Linked DNA regions of Drosophila melanogaster: region 1 is linked to region 2. The links are chromatin contacts, called in public Hi-C maps. All regions are on one chromosome and are shown on one strand. The core of a region is the stretch at or near the end of the contact, and the rest is flanking DNA. Distances in the headings are between cores, read along the strand shown. Region 1 holds the start of CG33969. Region 2 holds the start of CG18135.

Region 1 (4,517 bases), core at 699-3,198, 1.4 Mb after region 2:
AATTAAAAGTCTAGCGCGCAACAAAATGACGAAAGAGCAGGTATAGCATCCACCTAATGATTCTTTTAAGTTATTATCTTAACGTTTTTATACATGCTTTAAGTGGATGTTTTAAAGTTTTCTTTTTAGGATCCAATTCGTGGACAGGTCAATAAAACTTGTTCTACACAAACTGATGGTATGATGATACAGTTTAAAAACAAGACGGTAATAGCCTTCTCTCTACCTTTGCCTACTTATACAATTATTGTTAAGGTTTGTGTTATTCTAAAAAAATTCCGTAATAAACTAGACACGAGTTGTTCTGATAAGAACAAATAGTACGCTTTACGGGAAATCAGCAGACATCTTGAATGTATATTTGTACGGCGCATTTGGTTTCTTCAAAACAATGAATGTATAAGATTTGGCACATTTTTAATATGGGTTATCCAATGTGATTAAGTTTCACTTCGTTTGTATACAATATTGCTGTAGTCTCTCCGAATTCCACAGCTTGCCTTAAAGTCAAAGACACGCATATTGTGATCGGTGGCCACGAACATATATTGGCTATCACAGGCGAGGCTGTACACTGGCGACAAGCCATTATGACTTCGCGTCCTTCCCGGAAAGTACAATTGTACGTATTTCTTCATTCTTATATCGTAAAGGTTGACCCGTGCATGTCTGTTGGTGCCAACCAGCACCGCGTGCAGACCATCATACTCCAAGGAGTAGAAGGAGGAGTCGAACGGATCATCCCAAATGGCTACATCGCGATCCACGCGTCTGTCAAACATACGAAACGTGCTATCGAAGTTGGCCGTGAAAATGACCTGGTCATCTTTCAATTTCAGGTCGTAAATTGACATTGTTTTGGAACTAAACACCAATTCCTCGCCACTGATAAAGAAAAAAATTAAAGATAGTTAATAACAGAAATAATGATAGTAAAATGTAAATCAAATATTTCTACTTTGATTAATGTTTAAGGATTAACTAAAACATTCCTACACATAAGATTTATATTTAACTAATAGTCGGTAGGGCTTACCTTTCAACATGGACTGCCCTCAAGGCCTGGCGACCGTTGTCAGTGTATAGTCCACCATACAGCCACTGGCCATCCGAACTGAGTTCCAGAGACCTAAAGGCGTGCGGCAGATGCATCACCTGATCAAAATGCGTCATTCCAAACTCCTGCGCACGCTGCCACAGTCTGCAGCAGTGATCTGTGCTGGTTGCGTACAGATCCTTGACAAAGTCTACGCAGTACAAGTATTCGTTGGCCGGATGCATCCTCTGCTCCGTCATCACCATGCTATCGGTGTCGTAGTGGAAGCACGATCCACAAACCCTTCCCGCGAATATGGTTTCATTCTTTTTGACGAAATCGGAGATGTCGGTCTGTGCGGACGTACAGATCTCCTCGTCGAAGCGACGATGCAGTGCATCGCAGCTGGACCGCCGGTACTTGCGCAGATAGCAGGCATGTGTGATGTACAGAAAGTCGGCCTCCAGGCACAGTTTGGTGGGGAACATCTGGGCATGGTGGAAGTATGGTCGTTCGAAATAGGTGCCACTAACCCAGTTCCTTGACAGCTCGATGCGTTCATAGTTTTTCAGGCGTCTTCGGTTTCTAGGAGGTAGATAGATTATCTTAAGTTTATTATCCGAATCTCATTCACCAACCTCTGTTCGATCCTTGGATTATTCCGGTGGCCACAGAGCAGCAAATCGTAGGCCAGTGGGTAGAAGTAGTAGGCTTCAATAATATACTCCAGAGCCGGGTCCGCCCGGCACAGGCACAGTAGGTCCCCCTCCGAGCAATAGTCGAATATGAGGAGCAGGCATTCGATGGTCAGATCCTTCAAGCTCATGCGGGAGCTCATCATATCTTTCAACGCCAATTCGTGAGATTAGCTCATATTCCCACGATTTCCGAACAAAACGCAAACAAATGGTATATCGATTATTTCACTCTAGCGTTACCTTTGCAACACTACGAAATTTCCGTTAAGTTTGACTGCAGTCAATGATTAAATTCAAACGTGTGTTCTTTCATAGTGTTATTATATTAATGATTTGAACATCAACTGTATATTCTTTCGTGCTATTTTTTCAATATATAGATCTCAGACAATTTGATTATTTCGAATAATCGATATGTTTTTCATTTATATTTCCTCAGCTAATAAACAGTGCATTGTTCACTTATGTGTCATTGTTGAAAATTTGACGTAACCAGCACAGAAATTGTGAAATTTAAAGAACAATGAAACACTTGTTAATTTCATCGACCTTTGAAAACATTTTTTTTAAACATTTTTCATGTTGATGACCATATTTTTTAAAAATTTAAACAACAGGCAATTAGTGTATACAGATTTAAATTAACTATTACTACGGAAAAATGTGCTTAAAAGAGCAAGTTAATTATTACCACCCCTTTAGCCAATAAAGCTTTTAAAATGTTACTATCTAAGCTTTGGTCTTTCAATGGTTAACAATATCCACCAGCTGTGTCAAGGCAATATAAGAAAATACAATTCATGAAATATGGTTAATAAATTTTATAAATTTTGCTTGTGTAGAAGGTTAAGCATCAAGGCTAGACTTCGGGGAACCATTGCGATAAATGACATCGTTGGACATTGAGTTTTTATCATTCGATAAGAAATTTAGGGTTGATTTTAGAAAGATTCCCCCATTGATGTAAGCCGCCTGCAATGCCAAACACGAAATAGTCAGCAACTGCACATTTTGGGGACAAAAGTCTAAGATATGTATACGATTTACGCACATAAATATGCGGCGTGCGTACGACCACGTACTCATACAATTGCAGCAATCTAAAGTTATTTAGAACACTGTTTCCGCAATTAGGCACGAAACTGCCGAGATTTTTGCGCTAAATACCTTAACTGAGCATTTGATTGACTTGAAATAGCGCACAAGCTGTCTGATCTGCCTAGAAAGTATCTCGTATCTTTCTCGGCATTTATCTGCCGCCTTTTCTGTAAATACTGCAAAATGGTGCATAAAGTTTTATGACTTCTGGAGTGATTTAGGAAGAAGACCATGAAACGATTTTTCAGGCTAAGAATTTCGCATTATCTGTTGGGTACTTGAAGGAAAACATAGGACTATCTTCTAATGACAGACAGTATAAGCTGCGTGCGAGGGCAAACAAAGAAATTTACGGAAAATCTTGAGAATTGAACCAGAGCCATAACAAAGAATCAAGTAACGACTAATTTTTGGGTCAGGGAAAGTAGCGTAGCTGTCACTGTTCAGGTCTTCTTTATGGTTGTCAAGGTACTTAACTTAAGGTTTTAGAACCTTAAAAAGTGAATTTGTAACAGGGCTAGGCTAGTCCACCTTTGTACTTTCCATTTAACATACTTTTTTTTGGGTAGCGTGACCCCTATTAGAGCTTCGTTATTCCCCAGAAACAAAGTAATTGTGACTTTTGGGTATGTAAGGAATGCGAAAAGTTCTGGATCGTTCATTCCGTTCTATAAGTCCCCTTTAAAATCTTATCAAACTGCACATGACAATGGGCTTTACCCTTTCAAGATCTCGAAGCTTTGAGTACCCATCCTAAAATGTATTCTTAAATTAATAAGTGAAATAAAATCAGGATACTTATTGTAAAAGATATAAATTCCTAAGTTATAAGACCACATATGGACTTCAGACTTCAGACTTTAGTTCAATATGTATCAATAATCGACAATAAATTTATTTGAACAAAAATAAGACAGACAAGAACATATTGTAATACTCTACAAAAGCATCAGATTTGAATACATTTCCAGTGCGGTTACATACAGTTCCCGATGGGTATTTTCCAGTCGGGTCTAAACCGATCAGGCGATTCTAGTTAAAGTTCATGCGTGGCACTGAGCCCAAAAAAATTGATAGTCACAATCTGTAGGTGGCGTAGTCGTCAGCAGTTTTCGCGTTCTGCGCAGTTCTCGTTCTCTCCGGCAATTTCATAATCTGAACAAAGTGCTCGACCACAGGTAAAAATGCTCGAGCACGGCGCACACAGAGCCAAAAATCGGGGGTCTTACGTACACGAGTATATGTAGGTGGTATACATGCGAAAGTCCCCGTCACGTCGGCACATCAGATGACAGTGGTGGGACCTCCGCATTCAGCAGCTATTCACAATATTAGTTTACTGCTATTGTGGAGCAAAGTCGCAAATATTTCCGTAGCCAAAGTCACGTTCGCCCACCTGATAACTTCCAGTCACTGGGTTGCATTATCAGGTTGGGAATCTGCTGCTCGGTAATGGGAATCTCAGCAACAACAATAACTAATTTGTTGACTTTCGACACTCGAGAGAATTCTCGATTTTGTGACGTGAACTATTCATTAATCTCCTTCATGAAGAAAATAGATTGGACAGTTTTGTTTTCATATTTTTGACCAAACATTATCTGATCTTAATCAAATGTTGAATTTTACTAGTACACAATATGACGCATCTAGAACCAAAAAATCGTATTTTCCCCTGACTCATT
Region 2 (4,657 bases), core at 1,748-4,247:
CGATGACAACAGCAGCGACCTTCAGACACCCCAAAAAGTCAAAAGCTCAAACACCTGCACTATGCCGACAGTCGAAAAATCTGTAAAGCCTAAAGTATGCATTTACAAAGATTTCCGGTACTGTCCACTGGATGTGGGTAATTACATTTTTCATGTGGTCATCCGGACTCTGGGCTTCCATGGGGGTCAGCAGCATTGGCACCGACATTCTGCTTCTTTTCGGCTTCTTGGTTTTTGGGGATAGCACAAGTAAGTTAGGTAGGATAGGTTGCTTTGGTGCGGGGACCAACGAAATCAAGAAAATTCCACTTGTATCACAGTTAATTGTTTGCACTATGCGGCGTATGCGCAATATTTCAGTTTCTTTAGCTAGGCAAGCATTTTGTACTTGGGTATTGGGCCTGTTGGCTTTTATGTACTGCTGGTTTTGTTATTCGGGTTTGTATCCTTTGTGGACAGTGGGAACTAGGACGCTGTAGACGGTCCGTCGTCACAAATCGACGTTGCAATCGCAACTGTTTCGGGCGCTTTTGTTGTGCGCGCAATTTAAACGATTTCTTTTTATCGAAACTGAGTGGCGGAGCTTTTTTCTTTGTGCGAGAGTCGTAGTCGTATCCGACGACTTGGCGATTTGTTTTGGTTTTCAGTCCGGCGGTACAGTTGCGGCTGGGGCTTTTTCGAAATGTTGTTGGCCTCTACCGACGGGCAGCGACGAAACAAAAACAGAAAACAGCGAAACACACCAGATAATACAGAAAACATGAAGATTAATCGAATTAGCAATGCCCTCGATCGTCCAGAATCAGGACAGGAGAACAAAGCGGAATATGCGAAATTTAATCAACCGTCTAGGTGGTAATCAAAATGTTCCTAGGCTAACTGTTTATGAGTGGGCATAATTAAACGGCACTGGTTGATCCATTTAAAGTACCGATAAGGGAAAACAGAGTGCTTTGTCTGTAGAATAACTAGGAGAATATTAGCAAGGAATGTTGCTTTGGGCTAAATCAATAAAAAGAATATATAACTAGAAAATACAGTGCAATATACTAGCTGGTCGGATAAAATAATGTTTACTCATTGATTATCTTTTGCCATTATAAGTTTAAACATACTCAAACCCTTTTGCATACCAAAATTCACAAGTGAAACCCAATCCCCGGCCGAGTTACGTGAGGTCAGTCTTCAAATATACCCACATTCACAGGGTATCCCACTAAAACTCCCCATAAAATGTGCTGTGTAGTTGCGCTGCTCGGCGTAGCACGCAATCCAAAAGCTCGCAGCCTGAGCGCGGATGACAACAAGAGCACATTGGAGAACCCAAACCCCGGTCCATCCCCCACTATGCCACGAGGCCATTTGCTCCGCCGAGAAAACGTGTTGGTCGTGTGCAGCTGTCGGCGGCGATGGTGTTACGCACGTGAAGCGGTTTTCAGTCCGATGTGTGGGGCGTAGTCGTAGCCAGGCCCTCGCCGCAGCTTCTCGTCCACATCCACCAGCACATCGACATCCACATCCACAGACATGGCATCAGCCGAAAAGCTCTCTCCGGAAGACCGCCATATATCTCTCTCTAGGGGAACCGGTTTTCGTCGGTTGAAAATTTGCTGTTTTCCTCGCTGTTTGTTTACATCGCACAGTTAGTTGAGTGTTTGTTTGATAAGGCAAGAACTATTCAAGCTTTTCGGCTTCGGAAACAAAGCTCTCCGGTCAAGGTCTTGGGCTCCCTGTTCCGATCGTAATCGCATATTTTGGGTGTTGCTAGTTGTTGCTATATCTTGGCTTACACGAGGCCATAAATATAGCCGAATGAATAAACAAATTCAGCCGCATTTTATTCACTTTCCTGCCAATTTCTCCTTTTCTCTTGATTTATAATAGTTGCGGCGCACAATGTTTTCATATTTATTTATGTTGCTATATTTTGTACAATCAATTTGCCGAGTAGCCGAATCGCCCCACTGGCTCCAAAGTCCAATTTATTTGTTTTTCTTGTTTATTTCGTTAATGTTTACGAAAGCTTATTTTGGCTTTCCACTATAGTTATATGTATGTTTATGTGTGTGTACGTGTGCTATTAACACACCCCCTTCTAGGAAGTCGAGTCGCATAAAAATTCAGGGCTGTCGCGTCCCGATTTGTTTTTCTACATAGTATATTCAACATGATATCGGTCACGTTTGCTTGTTGTTCTCTTTTTCAAAACAATAATATTTTTTTGTTTTATTCTATAAGACTTTGCTTACGGCTACATCTGTTGTTTACATCATCCAACCACTTCTCGTTAAGAACATGTAATCGGAAAGGCGAAATAAGCGAATGCGATTGTTTACCTTAGATAAGATTTATATAAACACATTTTATTGAGCAATATCCGTGCGATCAGCCCCATACGTATTAACTATTAAGTTGGCCAATTTCATTACGGCACATCTCTGGCCTTAACTAGTTAATTGCACTTCTACGACTTTTTAAATATTCAACTTTATAAAAAAAAACAGCCATAACTCAAATTGCCTTAGTAAATTAATAAAACTTATCTTTAGACAAACAACGAAACAACTGAATTCGCGTCATACGCATGAAGTCATTTTCGAATCTTTTAATATGGTTGATAGATCAATATCAACGTCAACATCTTTTAAATACTACCCTTTCTACTTTTAACAATAGAACATATGTTTAGACTATGAAATAATCGTTAACTGGTACCTGGTCGGACATGATCAATGATCGTTGTCAGGGTCGTTGTTCATCAATTTGCCCTTGAGGGGGCGTTGGACTTGTAGCACCTCTCAGCTGTTTTTTCACGCGGTTTCTACACCTTTATGAGAACTTTATGAGCACCACACTTCCACCGGAGCAGCGATTCTTATCACGCACACAGGGGCCTCCAGAGGCCTGAATAACACTGATGGGGATGTCGGACTATGTCGAGTTGAACAGGGCTTTAAACTTAGTCTTTTGCTAAATAGGAAGTCGCTTCTGTCACTTTTTCCACTTCCTCCCCGTCGCACAGCGTAAATACAATTAAATCAATTTAAAACAATAAAAGTCGTAGAGCAGTCGCCACAAAGAGAGACAATGATAGAGGGCAGCATCGCGGCAGATAGGAGGTACTGAGACATATTGGGTGTCTCAGCGAATCGCAACTGACCTAAAAGATTATAGAAAGAGATTAAGCAAATGTGCAAGAGATTGCAGCGAAGTGAACTGTACCCGGCAACAAACACGTCACGTTACGGATGTGGTGTTCTCCTCGCTAACAGCTTCTTCGGTTGCCTCAGACTTTGACTGTGCAGCTCCCTCCGCTGGCGATGACTTCTCATCCGCCTTTGTTTTAGGTTCACGCTCGAACAGAATGACCAGCTCGGTGTGCATGGTGTGGGGAAACATGTCAACGGCCACAGCGGACTTTGGGTAGAATGGCTCCCCCTTGTATTGCTTAGACTCCGGTCTGGCCAGCTCGATGAAATTCCGCTTAGCACTGTGCGGATTGCAGGAGACGTAGACCAGACGATTGATGGCATCGGCTGATCGAATTGCGGCTATCGAGCGGTGGTCTGAAAAAAACAAATAAGAAATTTGGAAAGGTATAGCGCTTTGAACCTTAAAATAATTCAGCAAATTTATAATATTTAAGCAACGTAAACTTACGCAGTCCAGCCCTGGGGGGATCCACCACGGCAATAAGATCCAATGGTTTACCCGGCTCCTGATCGTAGAGAGCTTCGCGCACCATACTCTTGATGAAATCATCTGCATTTCCTGTAAAGAACTTTGCATTTTTAATGCCATTCGCTTCCGCATTAAACTCGGCATCCTTAATCGCATCAGGGACGATCTCCACGCCCATCACTTTCTTGCAGTGCTTGGCGAACGCAAGGGTAATGGTGCCAGTACCACAGCAAATATCCAACATAGTTGTGTCCTTAGTAGGAGCAACTAGATCAATGGCCTTTTGATACAACACGTTGGCTCCTTCTGTGTTGATTTGGAAAAAGGCCAGTGGGCTGATTCGAAACTGGAGACCCTGTATGGTATCGGTGATGTGGGTGCTGCCCGAAATGTGTTCCACCGGATTAATCGTCTGACCTGCTTCCCGATGCTTGACATCTTGGTAATACAGAGAGCTGCATTTGTACGGAGCATCATTTGCCAGATCTTCGTAGAAGGACTTCAGTTCTTGCTTAAGTTCAACTTGTTCGTCTTCACTTAAGTTCGAGGAGTATATGCCCGCCACCAGCATTAGTTCACCTGTGGCACTGGAGCACCGCACCATTAGCTGCCGGAAGTGGCCAATATTTCCGTCCGGATTGAAGGGCAAGAACTTGGACTTCCTCACCAAGTCCTGGAAACTGCGAGCAGCCCACTTGGCCTGCTCCGGTAGATGTGGCAAGTCTGCGACCTCGGCTACTTCCACAGATCCATCGCTGTAGCAGCCCAATCTGAAGCCCACAACCACTTCGCCTACGGAGTTCTTTCCCACGGTGAACTCGTTTTTATTTCTATACCCATTAACGGTGGGTGAGGGAAGCACCTCGTGGAATTGGAACTTATCCAAGTGGGGCTTTGCCCGCGGATTGACCTTCCGAAGTTCCTGGGTGTATTTCGCCAGAAGTGCCGACATTTCCTCGGATTTTTGTTTAATCTG

Evidence for each region. A called contact is a pair of places that touch in the nucleus more often than the background predicts.
Region 1: a contact with region 2 is called in a Hi-C map of the Kc167 cell line, with 2.6 times the contacts expected there. A contact is called at or near these places in 2 of 107 Hi-C or Micro-C datasets (the Kc167 cell line and eye imaginal disc).

The regions. Positions count from the first base shown.
Region 1 is chr3L:20,391,605-20,396,121 of dm6, forward strand. It overlaps CG33969, which reads right to left and starts at 1,949. Exons shown (of 3, transcript NM_001038946.3): 1 at 1,675-1,949; 2 at 1,037-1,612; 3 at 81-885. The coding sequence starts at 1,877. The coding sequence ends at 441. It overlaps lncRNA:CR45677 (long non-coding RNA:CR45677), which reads right to left and starts at 4,247. Exons shown (of 1, transcript NR_125016.1): 1 at 3,790-4,247. It also overlaps a transcript of fbl not described here.
Region 2 is chr3L:18,995,286-18,999,942 of dm6, forward strand. CG18135 reads right to left here and starts at 2,998. Exons shown (of 2, transcript NM_176346.2): 1 at 2,716-2,998. The coding sequence starts at 2,727. It overlaps CG3808, which reads right to left. Exons shown (of 4, transcript NM_140826.2): 2 at 3,661-4,657; 3 at 3,223-3,566; 4 at 2,590-3,160. The coding sequence ends at 3,238.